2 separate regions of the Lactuca sativa genome follow, and region 2 is linked to region 1. Evidence: chromatin contacts called from public Hi-C data. All regions are on one chromosome and are shown on one strand. The core of a region is the stretch at or near the end of the contact, and the rest is flanking DNA. Distances in the headings are between cores, read along the strand shown. Region 1 holds the start of LOC111889724. Region 2 holds the start of LOC111889802 (zinc finger protein CONSTANS-LIKE 10).

Evidence for each region. Hi-C and Micro-C count contacts between places; a contact is called where the count stands out from the background.
Region 2: a Hi-C map of leaf shows a contact between it and region 1, with 7 times the contacts expected there. The contact joins the promoter of LOC111889802 here to the promoter of LOC111889724 in region 1. A contact is called at or near these places in 3 of 4 Hi-C or Micro-C datasets (leaf and seed).

Annotation. Positions count from the first base shown.
Region 1 is chr9:187,746,925-187,753,664 of Lsat_Salinas_v11, reverse strand. It overlaps LOC111889724, which reads right to left and starts at 5,357. Exons shown (of 12, transcript XM_023885880.3): 1 at 4,785-5,357; 2 at 3,048-4,192; 3 at 2,844-2,924; 4 at 2,712-2,749; 5 at 2,546-2,633; 6 at 2,352-2,456; 7 at 2,077-2,265; 8 at 1,830-1,982; 9 at 1,631-1,735; 10 at 1,454-1,559; 11 at 1,279-1,366; 12 at 818-1,197. The coding sequence starts at 5,133. The coding sequence ends at 1,023.
Region 2 is chr9:188,011,684-188,018,168 of Lsat_Salinas_v11, reverse strand. LOC111889802 (zinc finger protein CONSTANS-LIKE 10) reads right to left here and starts at 4,898. Exons shown (of 6, transcript XM_023885953.3): 1 at 4,771-4,898; 2 at 4,517-4,687; 3 at 3,591-4,134; 4 at 3,317-3,517; 5 at 2,952-3,235; 6 at 2,279-2,861. The coding sequence starts at 4,091. The coding sequence ends at 2,732.

The DNA of each region.
Region 1 (6,740 bases), core at 4,108-6,607:
TAAATAAACACAAATATTTCTATTTCCGTATGAAATCTATATCCAATAATTTCATCTGTCCTTTTCACCTTTACAATTGAATTATATTATATACACGGAATTAAACATTTTTAAAAATTAAAAAATAAAATGTATATGCACTTTTTCTTTTGGTTCCATAATAGGCAGACTACATGCTACCTAGTCTTCACCCAAACCCAAACCCAAATCCAAACCCAAAACCCAGCCCTAACCATAGTCCCGACCCTAAGCTATGTAATTGGGTTCTGATTTGTCGTCTTCCAAAACAGACTTCACATGTCGTGGTCACCTTATCCAACACTTACCCACCCTCTCTTTTACCTTACGTCCCCTTCACTTTCGATACTTGTCAAGTCTTGCCCCCATAAGTACAAAACAAATCTTTGATTTATTACAAACTCATGTCTTTTCTTCCATAGTTCCATTTTTAATTCCTTTTTTTTAACCAAAAAAAAAATCTAGCGTAAAATTATAGCAAGTAAGAGGTCAAGTCAAGTGCGTATTAGAGATTCCTAGTACGAAAAGTTTGATATGGATAAGAACAAGCCATCCATTAGCATCACTTTATAATTTATACTCCCTCCCACTACTTGCCTACTTTCCCCACAAGTAGGGGCACTTGACACTGTTTGGCAACTCTCATCCTCATACAAATAAGGAAAGCTAAGTCCAACTACAAACCCCACTAATCAATTTAATAAATTGTTTTTGTTTGTATACATAAAATTTGTTTCTTTTTTTTCCAAAAATAAATTTTGCATCAACAAATTTTAACATAAGAGTTAGAACTTAGAAGTAACCTTGGGCGAGACTTTTTAAGTTGGATTTAAATGCTTAACCCATTAAGCTCATTAAGTAAAAAATAAAAAAATAAAAAACACTTAATCCAATAAGCTATACACGAGAGAAAGTCATAGAAATGAGACTTTCCCTATTAAGTCATAACTTTTTACAAACAGTTGTTCAACGGGTGGTTGACCATGGATTCAATAGTTTTTTTTTTACCTTGAAAGGCTGATTAGATGTGATATGCATTTACATAAGTGTAAAATCCTTAAAAATCCCGCTTTGAGATGTTTGATTTCAGCTGTAATTTCATCTGAAAGTGATGAAGAAGATGAATTTTGTGACTGGGTTTCCATCTGACATGAGAGAATCTCGGATGGGTAGATACCCCTGTTGGAATTTCATTAGCCACGTCAGCAATACTAAATTATATTGTTAGATAAATTTTAATATAAAAATGTTTAAAGGCACCTTTTTAAACATGAAGTGTTTAGAGTTACTGTTGCCTTTTTTCGGGTGATTGAATTAAAGAAGTAAAGCTCCAGATAGAGGTGTTTGTCTGAAGAAAAAAAAAAAAAAAAGTCAAAATGTGGTCAAACTTAGTTTGACCAAAAATGTCATTTTCAAATAATAGAAAATTAATTACCCAAGGATACGTGGAATCTTGCATGAATCAGGTTCTTTAGTTCTATTCTTGCAAGTTGTATTTCCTCCATCACATCAACCAAATTGCCCAAAAGAGAACTATTCATCTATTAAAAAAAAAAACTTTTCAGTTGTTTATAAAAGAAATAAAAATAAAAATAAATAAATAAATACTTACTTGGGTTTCATATGCTAAACTTGTATGATCAATATGTTTTTGTGTTGATAATCCAACATTAAAGACAAATCGAAATGCAATTAAAGCATCCATATCTTTGAAATTCTGTAACGCAATAAATAAGGTTGTTAATAAAATAATATAAAGATGACATATTACATGAAAGTTCCAAATAAATATTTTAAAAATAATATCTCACCTTAACTATATTCGTTTCATTTAATATATAGGAAACAGATACGCTTGTAACTACACCAGAAATAACTGTGAACCTTTGAGTCATTAGGTCAAGGTAGTTAAGAACAAGATAATGATAATCTTTGCTACTTTTTAAATCTTCTATAACCCAAAGCTGAAACAAGAAAAAGAACAAAAAAAAAGGTAAATAAAAGAAGTTTTATATATTAATTAATAAAATAAACTAATATTTTGAAGTATATCATAACCTGTAAATCCTTGCGTATGATTTGACACTGTGTTTTTTTCATCAAATGATTATTAACAAATGCAACAGCATCAGTAGGGTTAGTTTCTTGTTTCAATATGTGAAAAGCTTGTATCAAGTCTTGAATTCTTTTATCTGTATCTTTTATTGCTATATTCAATGTAGTCACTTTCTCATTGTTAATTTGTCCCTAACATAAAATATAAAATCAAAATTTGATAAAAGAAATGACAATTGACAAAACAATTTTTTTATAAAATTTCAAATTTTCAATACCTCTTGGTGATGAATAACTTGATGATTTAGTAGATTTTGAGGTGAATATTTCAACTTCAATGCTTCAGATTCTTGAATTCCAAAAGCAAGTGATTGCATATTTTTCTATATATAAAACAGAATTTAAAAGAAAGAAATAAATATGAATTTGATTAGATAAATTAAAGGGAAGTATTGAAAAATATTAATATTACCAGTAATTTCTCTTGTTTCACATGCATTAGCTGCAACTTTGCTTTCTCATGCAAAATTTTGCACAGTAGCAATCTTGTTTCCATTGCTCTGAAAATTCAATATTTTTAACTCAAGAAATAACTGAAATCTTATATATTATATGTATAATAAAAACAATGTAATTACCTTTTGTGTTGAATATTAGAAGAAGGATGTAGAATGGTCTGTATAAATCAAAGAATGATTTCAATTTTAGAAGGTAAAATAGTAAAATAAATAAATCAAGATAAAGATATAATAGCCTATAAGCATGTAAACCTGAGACTTAATTTCATTAGAAAGAAGCTCATATGTTTTTGACATCTGAAGCTTCTCCAGAATATCAAACAAACAATCAATCTGCAACAACAGAGCAATGTCAAGATATATTAAAGAAAGAAAACAAAAAAAAAAAAAAAAAAAAAAAAAAAAAGATAAACAGGAAAATAATAATAATGATAATAATAATAATAATAATAATACCGCATGCAAATTCATCTTATCAACTGAAGGTGAAAGAAGTTTTGTTTCTGTTAAGAATCTTGAACTCCACTTGATTCTAGCAATTTTCTCAGTCATCATATCTTCTGGTTTTCTTTTTCTAGACTCTACATTTTTCACAGGCAAAGGGGCAATGCTGTCATTTTGCAACACACTGTACGTGTCCACAGTCTTACTCCCAATAATGTTGTTAAAATTGGGTTGAGGAGATTTGTTGTTTTTGTTCAAAGTAATCAAGGGATTCATCTTGGAAATGCCAAGTAAAGATTTGGAATTTGAATTTTCAAGTTTAGCATTCAAAGCAGCAGAAAAGGGAAAGGCCTCTAGGATTCTTAGTTTAGAAATGCTTTTCTCCAAGGATGAAATACTTCCACCATGTTTTTGGGTTAGAAGAAAACTCGGTTGATTAAAAGGAGTCAAAGTTCCTGGAGATTTATATAGGTTATCATCATTTAAAAGCATGTGATCTTGCATATCAATGAAATGTGTTATTGATCCTGTTAAAGGAGATTTGTTTTCCTTTTCCATGATATCATCTGCTTGAAAAACCATATTCTTGAAATTTGGAGAACTTTGAGTTTCAATCAAAGATTCCATGCTTGAGTTGATACCAAATGCATTCTTGGTCTTATCTTCCACATAACTAAAATCCATGATATCAGACTTGTTTTCCTTGTTTGCTAAAAACTGTTTTCCATCTTTAAGAGGTGACTTTAGCACAGAAATATGGGAGACCACATGCAAATCAATGTGTGCATCAGATGCAGGTGATATTGATAACTTCCCATAGTCATACTTATTGTGATATTCTCCAACAAGACTCATGTCATTTGATTGAGAATCAATGCTGAATTTAGAGGTAGAAACATCAGGTTGAAAATTTGGCTTCTTATTCAGTGTGAGTAGCATGGAACTTGTTGGGGTTTTCTCATCAAACGAAAGGTGATCAACATCACCCCCTGTGGATGTTTTCAAATCTGCTTCTGAGTCTGATCTAGCAATGCTATTGAAATGCATTGAAAATGATGTGGAGTCCATGGTTTGATCATGATTCCCATTTGATGTGGCAGAGTCTGACAAATCTCTTTTAATAAATTTTGCAGATACAGGACCAAAAAAATTATCTTCTGCAAGCAGAAATGTATTTGGACAAAAACAGTTAGCAGCATTCTGAATTTATGTGGACAAAACATCATACAACTGGGAAAGACTATGGTGACACAATGATATCAAGAACTGTAACCCTACATAGATTGTTTTATGTACAAAATAGTGAAATACTCTAATAAAAATTCAGAACATTCTATACAGTTGGTTATTTGGAGAAGCTGATATCACAAATTATATATGGTCTTGGACTAGCTAGCATTGTTGCAATTTGCAATCAACCCCAAATCTCAATCGTGCTTATGCACTACTAACTTATTAAGATGACCAATTTCCAACTTTGAGCTTAAAAAGATCATGCCAATTTTATTTCCTTTAGGAGGTTTAGATCTCCAGGCTTTCCCAATTTGTTAGTTAACAACTAATGCTCGTTAGAACGCATATTTAATATATCTCAAAAGAGAAGGCCGGGCAAGCAAGATATAGTAGTTTTATAAGAACATGCAGCAAAATATGAGCACAACATTGCATGAAATTAAGTAATTAACATATTGAGATGTGAGAATTCACGTGAATCAAGCGAAAAAAATGATTAGGATCAGGAATACTTGCCATCGTTGGAGGTAGCGGAACCAATAGCGCTTCCACCGGAGGACGGTGACCGAACCACCCGAAAAAACGGACTCCTTGGACCGAGTTCATCCGTATCATCATCTTCGTTGTCGTCTTCTTCGTTTCCGAAAAACTGCTTCAGCTTAGCATCTCGATCAGAAAACCCTAGGTCCTCGTAGGGGGAGCTAGGAGCATTAGCGTCCGGAGGTGTCTCTTCATCTCGATCAAATATGTGAACCGAGGTATTCTCCGCAAAGCTCACACGCCGAGACCTTTTCTTATGGAATGCCGTGGTTCCTTCCTCCGATTTCGTGTTAGAGTGCTCTTCGGCGGTCACCGGCGACGCCATTGTTTGTTTCAGTTGATAGATTACAGTAATTAACAACAATTCGATGAATTTGATTGATCTATAGAGCAGATCGAGGATAAGGTCCTACCAGTGTATCAATGGAGTGATGAATGAGAAACGCTTTTGTGCGGGAAAACTGCAGCGTTTCAAATGCGAAAAACTTTCCGAAGTGCTAGATCCACTCAACGCTAAAATAGTGAAATTACATCCACGCCCTTCATGTTCAATTAGAAATCCTATATTTTTCTAGGAGCACGACTCTATTCAAAATTTCAATTAAAGTCATCCCAAAGAACCAAAATATAGTTTTATAACTTTTAAATATATGTTATTATGATATTTTTTTATTTGTACAATTTGATATTTTATATTAAATAAATAACCATATTTAGTGACACTAGTTAAATACTTTTTCATATAATTGCTAGTCCTAACTTGATTCCAATAGATGATGACAAATTTTGCAATAAATGACACCATAAAATTTGTCAAACTTATAAGTATGTATAAAATGTCTCAATCACTAATAGATTGTGTTCACTAATACTCTCCTAATTTTCTTATTCTATTACCATTTTTAGACGAGGACAAGTGAAATAAAAAAATTTATTAATTTTTTTAACTATGACAAATATCAAAATCTTAAGTGTTTAGGAAGATGGTAGGAAAAAATAAATAAAAAGATATTTAGTTACTACTAATAGATTGTTTTGATAGATATATAAGATCATATTGCATTTTGGTAGAAAATACATAAAATCTTTTTGAGACCGGTTGATGAAAATTTGTTAGTCTAAGTTATCGTAGCTGATTTTTTTTGTTTATGATTGACCCACCCACGTTAGCAATGTTAGAGATCTTCTGGTTGTGTATGTATGTATACATACATACACACATACAAACACACCTACATGTAACCCCTACTAGATATATGAACCCAACTAAACATTATGACCACTTACATACATTCATGCATATATTGATATATACATGCACAAGGAAAATCTTATCTAGTATAGCCTTATAGTCTATGCAACATAAATGATTTTATCATGTGAGAGACTATGTTCTCCATATAAAAGGGGTGTTTGGGATTGTTTTTTAAATGACTTTTTAATTTTTGGTTTTTCCAAAACTCAAAAGTTTCAAAAAAATGTTAAGCCTTTTGAAGTTAACTTTTTGGCAAGAATGAATTTGTGATTTTTCAAAAGACAAGAAATCATGACTTTTATGACTTTTACCTTCTTAAAAGGTAAAATTACCTTCAAAAGTCAAGAAAACATTAGGCAAACACTTTTTAAAACTGACTTTTGACTTTTGTCTCCCTTAAAAGTTAAAGTCAAAGTGTTCTTTTATAAAAAGTTTCAGCTTAAAAGTAATCTCAAACCACCCCAAAGTTCTGTCAAATAAGAGCAACGTTGTTCGTGATCGTGGAAACAAAAAAAAAAAAATTCTTAGGAGACAGTTTTCTTTGTAAGGATAATCGAGTGTTGTTTTCACTTTTATATGATTAGAGTGGTTAAGAATCAAGCATGTTCTTGATTCTTCTTAGGCTTAACCCCGACATCATATCTTTTGTTGAAAGTTTGTTCTTATTATAATATAGA
Region 2 (6,485 bases), core at 3,649-6,148, 260 kb before region 1:
ATTGTAAACCCACTTTGCAATTTTCCCCTTTAATCTTTATACCAAAACCCTAGTGAAAACGTTGATATCACCTTTTTTTGTTTCAAAAATCACATAAATCAACTTTCTTTGAGATGGATGTTTGAAGTTGAATTGGAAATTTATGAAGAATATAATAGTAAATTGATAAATACAAAGATTTAAAATGATTATAAATTTTTTTTAAAAATGTTTAAAATAAGATTTAAGCAAATTATATTATTTTGATGTTTATGAATGATATATATGATATTTTAATTTTTTTGTTGGATAAATATGATATTTTGATAATTAACAAGAGTATATACGAAATTCTTCCAGAGAAATTAATGTTTTGAGTTTTGGTTATATTTTTGTAATCGATGGATTTTCGTTTTCTTCATGGTACTTACATACAAACACAAGTAAACAAACAACATAAGAAGAAACTCATCCTCAACTTTTTCTACAAAAATACTACAAAACACAAATTCAATCTAACAATCAAACCCTCATTCACATATCGATTACAAACATCTCTCATTATGTACATACCAATCATAAACATAACATTTTATCTGTTGGGTTAATCGGTTATTTGAAAAGCAATAGGAAAGTTTCTTTTTATTAGTTTTGTTTCCTAGTGTTAGAATAAGAGTCGAAGTCTTTTTTTTGGTTTTAGAGGTTCATAAGGTATCTAATTAATGAGTATAAAAGTAGGCGTCATTTGTTTTAATACAATTACCAGTTCTTTTTTGTTTTAACTTTAAGAGCAAGTTTTCTTCCACTACATTCTTCTCCTGTTTCCGTGTTCCTTGCACCACAAAAGAAAACTAGTTTATTTTCTTACACTTGGTATCAGAGCGCGGTTTCGTTGAAGGGGGTGTGATTCGAGGTTGATTAGTAGCAACCCCGGTTTCTTTTAATCGGGCTTGTGAGAGACTAACCGGAGGCGCGGAGTAAACGAACGGGAAGACGTCAAAGTAGGTGGCTTTGATTCGGTTCGTTTTGCGGGTGACGGAAGACGGTAAAGGTGGTCGTGACCTTGTCTTGTTGTCCGGTGGAAGAGTGCTCTCGGAACAAGCTTGATTAAAGAAGTCGGGGTTAAGGATAAAAGGATGGCGTTGGTTAAAGAAGGAGGTTCGTTGACATATCAAGTTCCGGTTTTGACTTCAACGAATTATCCGGTGTGGGCGGTTAAAGTCAAGTCAATTATGGATGCACATGGCATATGGGAGACGGTCGAACCGAAGACGTCAGATAAAGCACTAGATCAAAAGAAGTCAAAACAAGCTCTTGCTTTTTTGTTTCAAGCGATACCCGAAGACATGGTGTTGCAAATGGCGAGTTACACCGACCCAAAGCAAGTGTGGGATGGGCTAAAAACACGGTATTTGGGAGTGGATCGGGTAAGAACGGCTCGACTTGCAACCTTAAAAGGGAGCTTGAAAGTTTACGCATGAAAGAGGATGAAACGGTTGATGATTTTGTGACGAAATTATCCGGTTTAGCATCAAAAGTAAGGAGTCTTGGATATGATCTTGAAGAAGGTGATTTGGTAAAAAGGTTACTAAATTCGATGCCTAAGTCGTTTCTCCAAATCGTGGCTTCAATAGAGCAATGTTTCGAGTTGGATTCAATGTTATTCGATGAAGCGGTTGGTAGATTGAAGGCGTACGAGGAGCGTATAAGAGGAGCTGAGAAAGTGGAGGACACTCAAGGTGGGTTGTTGTTGGCTAGTGACGAAAAGTCACATGTTTGTAAGCATTGTGGCAATGGACGTTCAAATCGGGATGACTTTGGACATGGCCGGGGAAGAGGTCGGGGGTCCGGGAGAAGTCGAGATGGTAATGAACGTGTCCGGGATAAAAGTCATGTTAGATGTTACAAATGTGGTGAGCTTGGTCACTATAAAAACGAGTGTCCAAAATGGGAAAAGGAAGAAGCGGGTCTAATCGAAGAGGAACCAACATTGTTTTGAACGACGAGTGGCTCGTATGACAAAACCGATTAAGGGGGTGATTGTTGGGTTAATCGGTTATTTGAAAAGCAATAGGAAAGTTTCTTTTTATTAGTTTTGTTTCCTAGTGTTAGAATAAGAGTCGAAGTCTTTTTTTTGGTTTTAAAGGTTCATAAGGTATCTAATTAATGAGTATAAAAGTAGGCGTCATTTGTTTTAATACAATTACCAGTTCTTTTTTGTTTTAACTTTAAGAGCAAGTTTTCTTCCACTACATTCTTCTCCTGTTTCCGTGTTCCTTGCACCACAAAAGAAAACTAGTTTATTTTCTTACATTATCACCCCAAATTCTTTGCTTATGTCAATACATCGATAATCACATGTAATATTACAAGCATCTTCATCTCATCCCTCACAAATCACTTCATCTCATCCCTCACAAATCATGCCGATGATCACAACACGGTTTACTCCTTTTTGTTGGTAGATCATGTCAAAAATCAAGATCCCATCTTTCATGGCAAATCTTGATTTTTCCCTCGGTCTTCAATTGGTCCAACCAATCTTCTTCCCTTAAAAGACTTAGGCCCAGTTTGGCAAACTAGCTTATAAACTATACTTTATAAACTACAATAAACTACTTTTATTGTTTTACCAAACACTAAATTACAATAAGCTATCTTATTTTTTCCAAACATGGCCTTAGATATATGATCAAAAACGTGTTTATATATATATATATATGTGTGTAGATATATATATCGTCTCAAATTCTCAATAGCTTCTTGTTTGACTCATGGGATCATAATCATAGGCATCACCAGCTTTCACAAATCGCCCTTTCACGCGCTTTCTAACATCCGCTCTTGCCTTTCGTGTAGCATATCTCACTGTCTTCTCAAATCTAACAAAAAAAAAAACAAATATTAATCATTTAATCCATAAAAAAAAACTATTTCAAAAATATGTTCATGAAACTTGATCATTGACTCACTTTCGGGTTTTCTTTTTTTCCTTGTAACGAAGAACCGCATCGTTTCTGATACCTGAAGGGGTGGTGCTATCGTGAGCCATGGTGCACCAGGGTGGCTCATGCATGAGAAGCATAGATGAAGCCCCACAATCTTGATAATCACCTGCATTGCTTTCTCCAGTGAGGCTTGAAAATGAAATAGTGGAATGTGGTTTATAACAAACGTTTGGTTCTGTTTTGCAGCTTCTTAATGATTCAAATGAAGCTGCATTACTGCATGTGGGTCGAACATGAACATCGTCTCCCTTTAAGAAAAAAAAAATATAAGTATGAGAAATATTCATGATAAAGAATTTTTAAAGAAGAAATTACAAGTATATAATTACCTTTGTAGCATGTGAATTGTGAGACATGGATTCAGCGACTGATGTTTCTTTAGCTCCAAATAAGCTATCGATTCCATCTTTTGCGAATAGATGTTCTGGGTCGTTGTATCCATCGCCAAACAGTACTTCATATTTCTCGATGCTTAAATCAGTTTCATCCATGTTGAAATCATCATAGAATGCGTCTTTTGTAGATGAAATCTGCGATTTTGAATTCAAGTTACGATTTTGAATTCAAAAACTGTTGAAATTGAAAAAACCCAATTCGATTTACCTTGGATGTAGAACAAGGATCAGGATCGTTTTTGTAATTTGAGTTGATTCCTTTCTGCAAATCGTCTCGCTGAATTGAACAAGATAAAACTTGATTGGTTTTGTCGTCGGCGATGGACATTAACTCCATTTCCTGTTGACAAGTGGAGCCGAGAACAGATGGAGACTCTGACATGAACGACCAGATGGAAGCTAGTTCAACCGCCGATGGGCAGCCGGAGTAGCAATTTAACGTTTGCCGACAATGGCTACCGGAACCGGAATTAGAACCGGTGTGACCCTCCCAGTTACATTTTTGACAAAGCGATAGTTTTTCATCGACGCATCTAACGAATGCTGGTTCTGAATTGCATCTATCGCATATGAGTGTTCTTGAATGGCGTTTTGATAATGCGTTTGCGGAATGAATATTTCGATCACACGATAGACATAAGTAAGCTTCGTCTGATCGACAATACACCATCGATCTTGCCTCGCGACAGTAATCGCAATCGTATCCCATTTTTGGAAAATCTTTATCGGATTTAATGAACTGGTGAAGCAATCTGTGTCAAACAATTTAGAAACTGGATTAAGGATTTGGAATCTTTGTAACAATCTATCAACTAAAATGGTTTCTGAAGCGATTCGATTTAATATCTTTTTAACGAGTCCAGAAACAAGATTGAAGAGGGTTTTATGCATCTAGAATTCAAACAGTAATCTGAAGAAACAAGAAAACTCTGTTCATCAAAATAAAATCAGAGGAGATAACAAAAACCCAAAAAGACTCAAATTCACCCAAAAAAATTGGATTTTTTCGAAAGAAACAGATGGTTCGAATCAGTGACTCAAACCCAGAATCCATGGATTACGAATTAAAAGAAGAAATCCCAGAAAAAACCCATTTTGGTAGAGCAAAAACAAACAAAACCCAGAAAAGCTTACCAAGATTGTAAACCCAGAAAGCAAAGATCAAAGCAGATAGGTTCTGATGCCGACTTTGAAAACCCTAAAAGGTTAGGGATGAGAGGTTTCAAGAGTTTCTTTTCCTTGTTAATATCTCTTCGTTGTGTGTGAGGTAGGTGTTTGGAGTACTGTTGTTTTGCAAGAAGATATCTGACAACAGAAAACACCAAAATAAAATATCACGAAAAGAGCAAAAAGTGCAAGGAGAGAGAAAGAGAAAGAGAGGTCTGTACTCTGTAGTTTGGTTTGGAAGGTGGGACCTTGTCGCTTTCCTCACAATGAAAAGTTTGGCCCTTTTCTCATCTTCTCTTTATTTACTTTTGAGCCAAGTGTAGCCATGTCCTCTATATATCATAGCAACATCCTTAACTATTACAAAATACAAAAAATTTACTACTTTAGTATGAAGGAACTAACTAGGACATTATCATAGAACATCAAGACCAACCTTTAATACCCAACATTTGAACTAATAGGTACGACATAGAAAAGAACTTTGGAATGTTTATAATTATGCTTCAATTTAACTATGGGAGTATTCACATTTCATGATGAGTGTAGCACAATAGATATTCTTTCTACTTGAGAAGGATGGTGATAGAACATTCCTTGTAAAAGGACTGGAAATAGCATTGTACTAACATGATTAGGAAAATACCTCATAAAGGTGCCAAATACTCGGTTCATGCTCGTACAATAGCAAACATAAACCAACAAAAGGGTGTTATGTCATCATCTAAGACCATTACAATCACCGAGTAAAAGTATTCGATGAGTTATTCCCAAAATAAAGGTGTAACATCTTTAAGTGCTCGACCAACATTTTTAATCTCCGTGTATCATATATCGCTAAAGTATTAGCATGTGAGGCATAGTAAACAGTTCAAAGTTAGGCTTGAAGATTTGTGAGCAACATAAAGGTTAGAACATTGTTATATATACATGGATATAATCATTGTGACAAGATCGGTGTAATACAAAAATCATAAAGAAATACTTGTATATATCGCATTCATTCGAAGTTCATCAATTATTTTAATTCTAAATGTGTACACTCATAGCCTTACACAACATCACGAATACATCCGAACATCGAAGTGTAAAGACGTTTCACCCACTGATAACTAGTCTAATCATTACTCACAATGTAAATCTATAGAATGTCATTGCTAACTCATAACGTTTACTCATTATCATGGTGTTTGGTGTCACACCCCCGACCGACAACGAAAACGTCGGGTTGTGGGGCGTAGGGATGTTGGATCATAGATACAAAATCACATTAAATAGTACACAGATGCTATACAAACGTTACTTTTTATTCATTAAGTAATATAAGTTACATAGTTGTTCAAGGTACATATATGTTACGAAAGCAATGTAGAATAATAAAAGACATAGGTCTCCTGTTGAATCACTTGGATCTTACAAATCTCCTTTCGGACTCATTCTCCTGAGAATACATGTGATTTGAAAGGTCAACATAATGTTGGTGAGTTCACAGGTTTTGTATACTTTTAAAGGTTTTGTAAAGTTGTTATGTCAGCGTTGTGGTTTTCCTAAACTCACATGCTTGAGTTTTTATCACTACTTTCTTAGGTTTGTTTCCTAGTAGTAGTTTTTAGATAGACTAGTTAAACATTGTTACGATAAGTTCCCATAATCGAGTTACGACTAATTGTTGCCGTCCGCCCAGTATCTCGATGCTCCAACAGACGTCGTCTGTATTTAGAAAGTTATGCATGCATCGACTTCCATCAGGTTGTAGCTAGCAACCGCAATTAGAAGTGTCAACTCTGTGTGTGTCTATATATATATATATATATATATATATATATATATATATATATATATATATATATATATATATATATATATATCCCACTCACTTAAAATTAACGATTATATGTCTGGGGCTTTACAGCTAAAGTTCATTCAGCTAGAGGAT